Linked DNA regions of Gossypium hirsutum: region 2 is linked to region 1. Evidence: chromatin contacts called from public Hi-C data. All regions are on one chromosome and are shown on one strand. Each heading gives the region's core, a stretch centred on a gene start, on an enhancer-like site or on the middle of the called end of the contact. The rest is flanking DNA. Distances are from core to core; before and after follow the strand shown.

What was found. Hi-C and Micro-C count contacts between places; a contact is called where the count stands out from the background.
Region 2: a contact with region 1 is called in a Hi-C map of leaf, with 1.9 times the contacts expected there. The contact joins the enhancer-like site here to the promoter of LOC107953174 in region 1. A contact is called at or near these places in 9 of 34 Hi-C or Micro-C datasets (callus, hypocotyl, leaf and 1 more).

Annotation. Positions count from the first base shown.
Region 1 is chrA07:24,037,291-24,043,652 of Gossypium_hirsutum_v2.1, forward strand. LOC107953174 (protein LATERAL ROOT PRIMORDIUM 1) reads right to left here and starts at 5,085. Exons shown (of 2, transcript XM_041117808.1): 1 at 3,272-5,085; 2 at 2,395-3,113. The coding sequence starts at 3,977. The coding sequence ends at 2,785.
Region 2 is chrA07:24,158,617-24,164,161 of Gossypium_hirsutum_v2.1, forward strand. No RefSeq gene overlaps it. Among protein-coding and RNA genes, the nearest start is that of LOC107953175, 37 kb to the right of the region's middle. Within about 2 kb of position 3,640, at least 1 of the 9 cell types and tissues checked has an H3K27ac peak or open chromatin away from gene starts, as enhancers often do. A contact at or near this core is called in leaf, where this site is marked.

The sequences.
Region 1 (6,362 bases), core at 3,835-6,334:
GAGGGTTCTGTACTTGAAACGATGGGAATCGTTTGGAGATAGTTTATTGCATAAAAGCTTACTTGTCATACGTACATAATAATATTTAGAAATTATTTATAAGATAATTACCATTCATTGTATAAAGCTTACAACTTGTCATATATGCATTTATTGTATAATGGTAATATTTAGATGGTCAATCATGTGCATTACTTTGATGGGGGCATGCAACAGTATCCGACAAACCACCCAACTTAGAATAAAGCTAACACAAAATATAATACATATATTACAAGTTACGACGTCAAAGGCACATAATGGACTTGGAAGGCTAGTATTACTTACCAACACAGCAATTACAAGATGGAATCTCTCCCTTAACAGCTGCATTGCGTAATTTCAATCAATAGTGTTCACTACATTCATACTCTACTTAAATAAATAACCACACACTAAAAACACATGTTGATTCATTATATTAATCAAAAGCATAACGGAATCAAACATTTATCAACTTATCACTCCTTTTATCAATGGGCACTAAAAACACTGAATGCATGTGATTGTAAGTAATTAATTAATTTGAAAATCACCAAACAATTCAATGTCCCACTCTTATCAATCAACAGGTTGAAATGAAGCAGATGCTTCTACCATGTGCTGTCTGAATTTAGATTTATATAAAACAACTCATTAAGAATTGCACTCAATCATAATTATGTCAGATGCAGATAACTATCTCTACATGCCAACATAAAGGACAAAACATGTAAAACTAAAAACAGACATAATAGTTGAATACCAATGTATATATATTTTTATTTCTTTTTACTAACTTTTTCATTTCTCTATATACTCCTTTCCGAACAAGTATCAAACACAAGTGCTTCTCTTCGATGCATTTAAAGGTTGACAAAGGAAGCTACTAACCTCCTACAGCATTTTACATGTGCATTTAAAGGTGGGAAGCACTAGATCTTCTAAATTCTCAAAGCACCGACCTGTAAAAGCGTTGAGTTTTTTAAGGCATCTTGTTTACATATGCAGTAATGAGAGGAAAGAAACCAATGTAAAAGTTCCAGACTAAAAGAAGATTAATTTTTAAAGTTCAAACCCTTCACAATGCTTTCAGACATTGACGGATAAACAGATGAATAGCCAAAACCTTAATAACATAACCATTGCAGTTGCATGCAAACGGATTCCTACGAAAACATGAAATCTAAGGAGAAATATAATTATATAAAAAGGTAAAAAGCCTAGGAGAATAATATGATATTTGATGGAAATATAGTGCAAACTCACTTCATAAATCATCTAACTTGCAAAATCTTTCATATCTAAAGGAATCTTCATCATCTGACAATAAACAACTTAAGTCGTTAGATATCTTCAATTCGTAATCAATAAGAAATCTGGAATTTCTTTCCCTTCATTGTAAATGTAAAAGGAAATTTGCATATTTCTGGATACTTCAGCTTGAGTCATATGTACGGACAATGTAGCAAGGATCAACCATGTCAATGCAAGTTCTCGACAGACACAGAAATAAAAATAGAGAAGTGGATACAGTCATGTGTGGTAGATGTTTAGTTGTCTGATAAAGTGAAGTGCTTCAAACAACAACGCGACTGTCTTTTTCGGTGCACACATGGTTTTAAGAGGCGGCATTTTAGATTAGCATAAAACAAAATACAAGTAATATGGAAGGAAATAAGGATAATGGTAATCTACATGATGAAATCCACTTATTACAATAATATATCTAAAAGGGGACAACATGCCAACGGGCCGAAAGTAAGAGCCAAACAAACAATTAAATACAGGGTTTATCTTATTTTAATCCGTATCAGTCAACAATTATACACAAGCCAAAGAGATAGGTTACAAAATCTTGCACAACTCTAGGGAAAAAAGGAAAAAGTATGGCTTGAAGCTAAACAGACAAATCCGTCGCAAGTTATACACTTTAATACCAAGAACAAAACCGACATATGCTGATAGAATATTGAGTAAATGTCCAGTTAATTGCAAAACGTATTATAAGTACGACACATATATTACATTGAGGTCTAAATTTGGGTAAGGAACATTTCTAATACTAGGATAACAAAAGAAGCAAGTACATCAAACATTCATGAATGCATGCAACTGCAGGCTTGTCCACATTGCAAAAATGCTATAGCGATGAATTGGACCAACATCCGACTAATCATGAATTCCACGTTTGCTTCTGTTTCATTACTAATCATAAAACTAAACTAGTAGGATTAAAGAAATTTACCACTCAAGCATTGCACCAGCAAATTAAGTAGTGTGTGGATATTCATGGCACTGTCTTTTGATGATGGAAAGCACTTTGTACTGTAGATTTCACTTTTGTCAAACACAACTCTAATGATAAAACGGGAATAAGAAAAAAGCAAACAAGTTTTATCAACAAAAAATATTCAAGAACTACAATTTTGTAGAAATGCAGGATCTCAAGATCTTAGCTTTATTTTATATGATCTGTAAATTCGCTACAAAACATGTTCTAATAGGGTAAGTAAATGTAAACTCGTTGACAAGATGATGAGTATGACCCACTTGAGTGCAATTTTAAAGACAAATAAACAGGAAAAATCGAAGGCCAAAGACAGTTGAAACCCCAGAAAAGGAAAAAAAAATATTTAATATGGATATTGAATCTACAAAGTGAGAATTTACCAAACCATATGAATAATTAGTATGCAGCAGAAAAAGGAAGGATTTTAGAGGAGAATGAAACCCCATATCAATCAATCCACTATTGCTTACTCCTCAGTTTATTGGATTACCATAAGTTGAACCACCAAGCAAGCCACCTCCAGTGGCGGCATATACCTGAGAAGGATCAAGAACAGGTGAGGATGATGAACCCCCATTTGTCCCACTGCCGCCACCAAGATGCAATTCAGATATATTTGGAAACCCATCTCTTCCTTCAACTCCTTGGTCATAAAGGAACCCTTTGAACACATGTCCACCAATCTTAACAACTGCTTGATATGCATACTCATCTTCACCATCCTCTACTGCTGTCACTCTTACACACTTGAATACCGCCGGTGCACGTACTTGCCCCGGCAATGTCTCTTTAAAGCCTGCATCTGCATAGTAAAAAGAAAAAAGAAAAATTCAGTCCAAACCCTACTCAAATTCAGCCTCCTGAAACAACCCTAACAATTAAAGAATAAACCAATCTTGCTAAATAAATAAAGCCATGAACTAGAAAACCAAGCAACAAAAGAGAAGGCAAAAAGCAAACCTTGGTGACTTGAGCTAGTGTCTAAGCTTCTTGGAGTAGTGTTTGAAGTTGATGTATGAGGAGTAGTTGTAGTCTGTGAAGTCACAAGTCTCGGCTTCTTAGCCCCAGAAGTAGACCCTGACGAGCCAGCACAGGCAGTAGTAGGGGCGGCCGCCATCAGCTGGCGCTCTCTTCTCCTAGCAGCAGGTACCCACGTGCTCTTCACGTGAGTAGGGCAATCAAATCCCCGACTTTTACAGCATGTTCTACATCTCCTATGACTACAATCTTTCTTGGACTGGTTCCCACAATCTTGACATGTAGTCCCTGAGCTTGTACCTGAGCCACCACTCCCACCTCCCATCCCACCGCCACCACTGGTTTGTATCAAATTCATGGAAGAATTGTTATTGTCAAGGATTGAAGATGGTTTTTTAAGATAATTAGGAGAGGTTTGGTTCTGCCATAACTGCATCCCACTGAGTTTGTTACGACCACTGTTATTCACTAAATCAGAATCTTCCATATTTTGAGGAGCTAAGCATGGAGATGCTGTAAGGAGTGGGAAAACACCAACGCCAACACCAAGTGCCGTGGCAGCATTTTGACCGTTGATTTGATCATTTCCGATGATGGGATCTTGAGCATGGTTGTGATGGTGATGGTGATGATGGTTAAAAGACGCAGGAGCAACAACAACGAAATCGCGGAGACCAACCATCCCCATTTCAGAAGGAAGCCCGTAGTTGAGTGGACGAGCTGAGGGTGGCCATTGAGCGCTGGTGGATCCAGGTGGAGCAGCCACCGCGGCAGCCGCGTTTGCGTTGAAGCCAAGGGACAGGTCATCGGGGCCAGCTCGGATTGCTGCGGACGATGATGTCGCCCAATCTGCAAAGGCTCCTGAGTCTGAAGGTAGCTGCCTTCTTGTGGTAGCCACAATGACAACGATAATAACGAAATTATATAGATAAAGACGTCTCCTTCAATTGCTGAAAACTCAATCTTTACAAACATAAAACATAATCAAGAGTAAAAGTCAAGTTTCAATATGAAAAAGGAAAACAAGGGAAAAACCAAAAAAGAAAAGATGGAGAGAAGTGGAGAAAGAAGATATCTCTCTATTTAGGTGTTATATGAGTTGGAGAGAAGGGGGAAAGGGTGGGGTCGAATCTCTGAAATTGTAACAGAAGAAGATAAAAAGAAAGAGAAAGAGATCTTTGTTGGGTGGCTTTCCAATTAGTGAACAGCACAGCAAGCAGAATTGTTTATTTCTTTTTTTTTTTTGGCTCTCCTTTGCCTTCTGCCATTAATCTGCTAGCTATACTGAAAGAGATTGCGAGTTTTCTGTTAGCTTAGCTGCGGCTACTGCTACTGTCACTTTGACTCAGTTCCTTTCTGGGTTAACTAAAACATATAATAGGAAGGAGGAAAAAAATTTGAAAGGAAATCAAATGAAAGCCCCAAGCCAAGCTGAAACTACTGGTCTTCTGAAACTACTGCAGTCTTGTAGTAATATAAGATAACAAAAAAACATATGTATTAGGATGAAGTAACGAAACGAGCCTTTTCTTCTGTTGTCTTTCTTTATTTCTTATATATATGTATGTTTCTTCTTCAGTAGTTGTTTGTTGCCGACCTTTCTCTTCCAGTCCACATCTTTTCCTTTCCACATCTTTTCCTTCATCAGCTACATGTTCTTTGTTTATTTTTAATTTGGTTTGTTCCTTTTATTTACTAGAAAGCAATACTGAGGTGGGTTCCTCTCTACCTCTCACTCCCTTTTGCTTTGCTTTCTCTCTCCCTCTCTCTCCAATAATCACACGCTAACTATAGAATGAATGATGAGAAAAAAGGGTATAAAGACTTTTGTTCTTTAGTTTTTGTAATTTTTTGCGCCCTCTTTAAGCTCACCTCACTATCCACCTTTCCATGGAGTGCTCGGTTTCATAAATTCGACCCGGATTACACTAAATGCTCAAGTTAGAGCATAATTTTTCAAGGGTGTCTCATTTTTAAAATAAGATGTATAACAATTGAAAATAAAATTAAAGAATAAAAACATAATTTGAAACATGCTTTACAATAATCGAGAAATTCTTATTTGAGCAAATTTAGTCTTTATTTTAATATTTTTAGAAGGCTTACCCTTTATTTAAACATTTTTATAGATATTAGATTCTTATATAATCATTTTAAAATATTTAGTGCATATGTGAATAATCTCAACCTAAATTTAAATAAAAATTATTTTATAATTTAATTTGATTTCATTAATAAATTTTTATCTATATTTTAAATGATAATACAAGATTTGAAATCAATCTAAATTTATTGAAGTGACACTGACCTTGTTTTGTCCTAGTGGAAACACAAGTTCAAATTCTAGCGAACATACATTTGACTTAATGAAGAATAGTTTCAAGTTTAAGTTAACACTCAGGGTAAAACAAATGAATCTATCTAATTTATAAACTCTAAATTTGAATATCATAGTAATCCTTCCATTATATTTTAGATTGTATTTTGGTCTTTTTTATTAAAAATTAGATAAATTAATCATTTTATGTTAGATGAACGAGTAAAATAATCTCCTCATTAAAATTTTATTTTAAATGTTTATTTTTGTTGTTTTATATATAAAACATAATAGCAAATTAAACCCTTAATATTTATACATTTATTCAATTTGACACTTACCTCAAATTCATTATTAATGTGACACTATTTTGTATTATTTGCCACCTCAAAAAATAATTTTAAAGTAAAAAATAAAAATTCAAAAATAATAAATAAAAGTTATAATTCTAAAAATGAAAAAGCTCCTTAAAATAAAAAAAATTTAAATTTATAATAAAAATGAAAATAATTTTAAAAATTACAAAAAAATCCAAGATTTATGAAAAAAATCTTCAAAGGTATTTTAATTCGATATTCAATAAAACATTTCGAAATTTAAAATTAATTAAATCGTCCTCAATAGATTTAAGGAGGATTTAGTTCGTCTCCAACAGTTATTCTTTAAAATTTTATCTTTCAAAAATTTAGGAACGAATATAAATAATCATCCTTTATAAGGATGAATTTCGTCCCTAAAACATTATCGACGAATATC
Region 2 (5,545 bases), core at 2,390-4,889, 120 kb after region 1:
TAACTTTATTATTTTTAATTTATTCCTTCTGGAGTGCTTTTTACAAGTAGCCAACTCATAGGTGCATTTCATCCACTAACGTTGGTAGCCTCCCTCTTTCCCTCCATACTCCAGGTTGGTGTCACTTTCACTTTAATCATGCTTGTGGTAACTTCCCATCTTTCTTTGTAACTACTCTCCATTACTGGTTTACTGTTTTAGAGAATTATAAATCCAAAAGTTTAATTCAACCTTGCTCGTGATAATCGATTCGTTATCCGAATAACATTGACTCGATTCTTTTTATTTTGGTAGGTATATAATTTGTCAACAATATAGCTCATTTGTATGGATTCATACTTAATGAATTTGTATCTCTATACAGGTGAATTTATACTTAAGAGACACCTATTACGTCAAATTAAAAAATTATGTCTTATAAATAAAAAAAATTGACCTTCATGAAAGAAAAACTCACGTAAACACTCAATAAACCTATAAACTTTCCATTATTAAAACATCTCGTTTAACTGAGTTGTTATGCTTTCTTATAAGGAATCCTCTACAGTATGTAGTGTGTAAATAATTGTCAAAACATCAGATACCATGAGCAACTTTTACATTTGTAAAGACGATGTTGTAGATATCTATTTATTTTTTTGCATTTAATGGAAACAGTGGAGAGAGAAAATGAAAAAAAAAGGTAAACGGAGAGAGACGATACATAGGTAGCACATCTGTCTGTCTCATGGAGAAAGGAAAGCGGCGCTCTCAGAGTCTCCTCTCCTCTCCTCTCCTCTCCCTGCCTGGTTACTTTCTCTCTCTGCTATTATTCTCTTTCCAAAGCCCGTTTTAGTGAGTTCTTATAGACATGCGTTGGATGAGGAAAGTGGGGCTGAGAAAGTATGTCCCTAGGTGAATTTGTTGTAAGCAGTAACTTCAAATGTAGAGACTAGGAGTAGAGTAGTAGCTACTGTAAAGCTACGATTATAGGATTGCAGGGTTCGCATGCCGAGGGTAATGTTTTGCTATCTGTGTCTTTCACTTTGTTCGGTTTATTTTTATTATATTACGAAAAAGAGTGTGGATTTTGCCTCGAGCGTTGCCCATATCACCACCGCCTCACTAATGCTCGCTTCTCCCATCTATTCCTCGTTCCATATTCTTCTTCTCTTTTGTTTCCCTTTCTTCGTTAAAGTAATCTTCCCAACTCCTTGGATTTATTTTATCAGCTCCATACCTACTGCAATTTATCACATTTATAATGTTTTTATTTAATTAATAATATAAATGAAACAGGTATTATATTTCATTTATATTTTTTTTTCAATAGTTTATATTTAATTTTATTTTGAAAAAAATAAACTATATCCATAGTCATTTTTATTTATCTCATATTACATTTTAGTTACTTATATTTAAAATGTTACATTTTAATCACTTATGTTATCATATTATAACATTTTAGTCACTGAGTTATTAATTATCGTTAAAGGTGTAACAGTAAGCTAACGTGGCACGTTAAATTATCATTTCAAATAAAAATTTTAGGTTAAATTATACAATTGGCCTTCATATTTTTTCGTTTTGACCACTTTAACTTTTTTTCTTTTATGTTCTTTAAACTTTTCTTCTTTTTTATTTTTTTTTCCATTTCCTTTTGCTGCTCCTTCTGTTTCCCTACTTTCTCAATTTCTTTTAACATATCATGAAGTCGAATTGGCAATAAAGAGAATTGGCAATAAAGAAAGAAGTAGGAAGTCAAAAGTCATAAAAACTTATTAACTTATAGCATCTAACTATCAAAACCCTTCATCACCACCCATCATCTTCATTTCATCCACCAACACCTTCACCACTACCATGACATCATTCATGAAAAATCCAACAATATCATCCCCTCACAAAATAAACCCATGTTTAAATTAATTAAGAATCTAAGAATCAATTAAGAATCTAAGTAAACAACAATTAATAAGCTCAAAAAAATCACAGAGAGCCGAACATTAGACAATGATCAGTGATAGAAGAGCACATATCAAGAAATTGAGCCGATCTAATGGCCAGTGACAGAGATTCGATCTTGGACAATCCAAAAGTTAGGGCTTTTTTAGATGTTTTCAAAATGAGGTCATTGTAGTGATGAAGGCGTTAGTGCATGAAATGTAGATGATGAGTGGTGGTGGAGGGTTTTGATGGTTAGCAGATAGTATGGGTTTTAGTTATAAGCAACGATGGCTTTCGACTTCCTGCTTCTTTCTTTACTGTCAATTCGACTTCCTGATATATTAAAAGAAATGGAAAAGTAGGAAAATAAAGAAAGAAGCAAAAGATAATAGAAAATAAAGAGAAAATAAAAGGAAAAGTTTAAATAACATAAAAGAAAATAATTAAATTGCTCAAAACGAAAAAATATGGGAATCAATTATATAATTTAACCTAAAATTTTTGTTTGAATTGATGATTTAACGTGCCACATTAGCTTACTGTTACACCGTTAATGATAATTAACGACTCAATTACTAAAATGTTACAACACAATAACACAAATGATTAAAACGTAACATTTCAAACAAAATTGACTAAAATGTAACTTGAGATAAACAAAAGTAATCATGGGTGTAGTTTACCTTGAAAAAATCAAAATCAAAATGAAAATACTGAAATTTAAGATGAAATTTTTTATATGACATTAAATTATTAAAAATAGATAATATTTTTCTTTCATGCAATCCTTTCACTAATTTACTTAGTTTGATTATATTAGTGTTTTACAATCTTTTCTCAATCAATTACATTAAACATAAATAAATTATTATAGCGGTGAAATTTTTATATCATTAATTTTTTTTATATATAGCATTGATTTAAATGATACTTTTTCATTAAAAATTATAATATTTTGAGTTCGAGTTGTATTATATGTAGTAATTCTTTTCTATTTATATGAGATTGAAAAAATAACTCTCAAAGCAATAATATATTACTTTATAAAAATAAGAGATATTTAATAAATTTTTTATTGGGTTGAAACTCGATTGAAATGTAACACTAATTTAATAAAAATATTAAAGATGAGTATAAATAATAAATATTAAAAATATAAATGTATAATAAATTTTTTGGTCCTCTAACTTGAAAAAAATTATTTTAACTTTTCATTTAATTTCTAGTCTTTTTTTTAATCTTTGAACTTGTATTTTTTTATTAATCGCCCCAAATGGATAGATGGAAAAGTTAACATTTATTAACTTTGCTAGCATGATATACACATGGATGACATGTCAATATTTAATTAAATTTTTAATTTCTAAAAAATTAAAAAATATTTATTTTATACTTTTAAATAATTTTAAATAATATTTTTAATTTTAATAAACAATTTTTAATTTCTTAAATTTTTAAAAATAAAAAAAAATTAAAAATAATTAAATGATTAGGTGTCATCTACATGTATGTCATGTCAATAAAGTAAAAAGATAATTTTTTAATATTTTGGAATGATTTGATAAAAAGAGAAAATGTTAAAGAACTAAAAATGGATGAAAAATAAATGGAAAATTAAATTGATTTTTTAAAAAAAAAAATTAAGAGGCGAAATAAATCTATATGCCGAATATAAATAAGATAAAGCAGTAGTCTTTAACACAAGAAAAAGCCTAAGAAACGAAAGGTTGTGAATTTCGGTAGGCCCCTGCCTCTCTATTGGGCCACATGAACCTATTGGCTTCGGCTTATAATCAATTAGTCCCTTTTTTTTTTTAATTGTAATAAATTATCACAGTTAAGATAAGTCGATAATTTTTCATGTATTGAAAATTTATAATAAAAATAATCCTTTAAGACTTTAAAGATATTTGCTGACAATTTTTTCTAAATAATAATTTCTATCATCTTGAAAATTAAAGATATATATCAACCTTTTGGGATTAAAATTTCATTTTAAAATTATTGGGTTTGCATCTTTCTAATAAACAAGCTGGATTTGCAGGATTGAGAAATATTTATTTTTATTATATACAACATAATATTATATGTTAAAAAATATAATTTACCTTTAATACTTTTTTATATAATAATTTGAATTCAATTGTAAATAAATATTTTGTCAATAAATTACAACTTAGGTTTATAGATATTATTTTCGTATTAATAGAGAAGCTCATATTTGAACATAATTCTTACCTTACTTCTATAGAATAATAATTGGTATATTGTTAGTGGAGTTTTTAGATCACAATAAGCATTACGGAGGTGATAAGTGTTCTATAATAATATAATAAAATATTAAAAAATTAAAAAGAGAAACACATGAAAAGTTACTTGTGACAAAAAAAAAATTACATTACCAATGTATCAAATATTAACTCTACTTTTATATACTTCTAAATTTTACAATTGAGAGGAAAATTTTTAATCCCCTCCTACGTTTTTTATATTAATAATACGAAAAATTAATTAATTACAAAAATGAAATGAAAAATAAATTATTTATAAAAATTAGTTGTTTTGAATAATAATAGACAATGCTGTCAATTTATAAAGCCACACCATCTATAAAAAATAATATTTTAATAAAAATAAATAAAATAATATTTTAATTTAAAAAGATTGTCGCCAAACAAGGAGATGACACCCCTTTTCACACAGTTTTACTCCTTTTTTATATATATTTTTTAAAACAAATTTTATATATTTATAATTTCTGTTATTTTATTTTATTTTATAAAAAAGCTAAGTTGTTTTAATTTCACAATTTTATAATTTATGAATTTATGAATATTTAATATAATGATAAAATTGATTTTTCTTTTTTGTAAAATTGACATAAAAACCTTAAGAAAAACCATTTAAATAGTCACTAAAATTGCCAAATTTTGTTTTATTAATTTCATCACTTCACTTAGGTGAATTCTCAATTTTAGTCACTCCACAATTAAAATGTATTTGGTCACCAAATATAATGCTGATCTAGCCTTCTTTTGATTGCTATAAATTTAACCCTAATATTTTACACATTCTATTATGTTGATTATGTTTCTAAAAAATTCAATACATTTCACCCTCAACGTTTACACATTATCAACTCAATCATTATTCTAAATATTCAAAAATTTATAATTATAAAATATTAAAAAATAAAAATATAAAATTAAAAAAATAAAACAACTCAACTATTTTTATAAATATTAAAAATTTCAGTGACCAAAAGAGGAACCTGCTAAATAACTTTAGTGGATTTTTTAGGTAGTTTACCTTAATGTTTTTATGTCAATTTTAGGGTTTTTTTATCGGAATAATAAAAATAAAAATAAAAAACGAAAATGGGTTGTTGCTAAGATTAAGTACCAAAATGGTACATTTAGATGGGTGGAGGGTGGTGCATAGGCAGCACCACCCTCATTTTCTGACACTCTATAGTACAAAAAAAAAGGGACAAGACACGGATGGAGGGGCTGGTAGAGGCGACACCACTTTGGTAGGGATGGGACAGTTGCATGCTAAGTTCCTTTGTTTTTTTGTGTGTTTGGGGACCTTATAATGGTTCCCAAGTTTCATTTTCGCC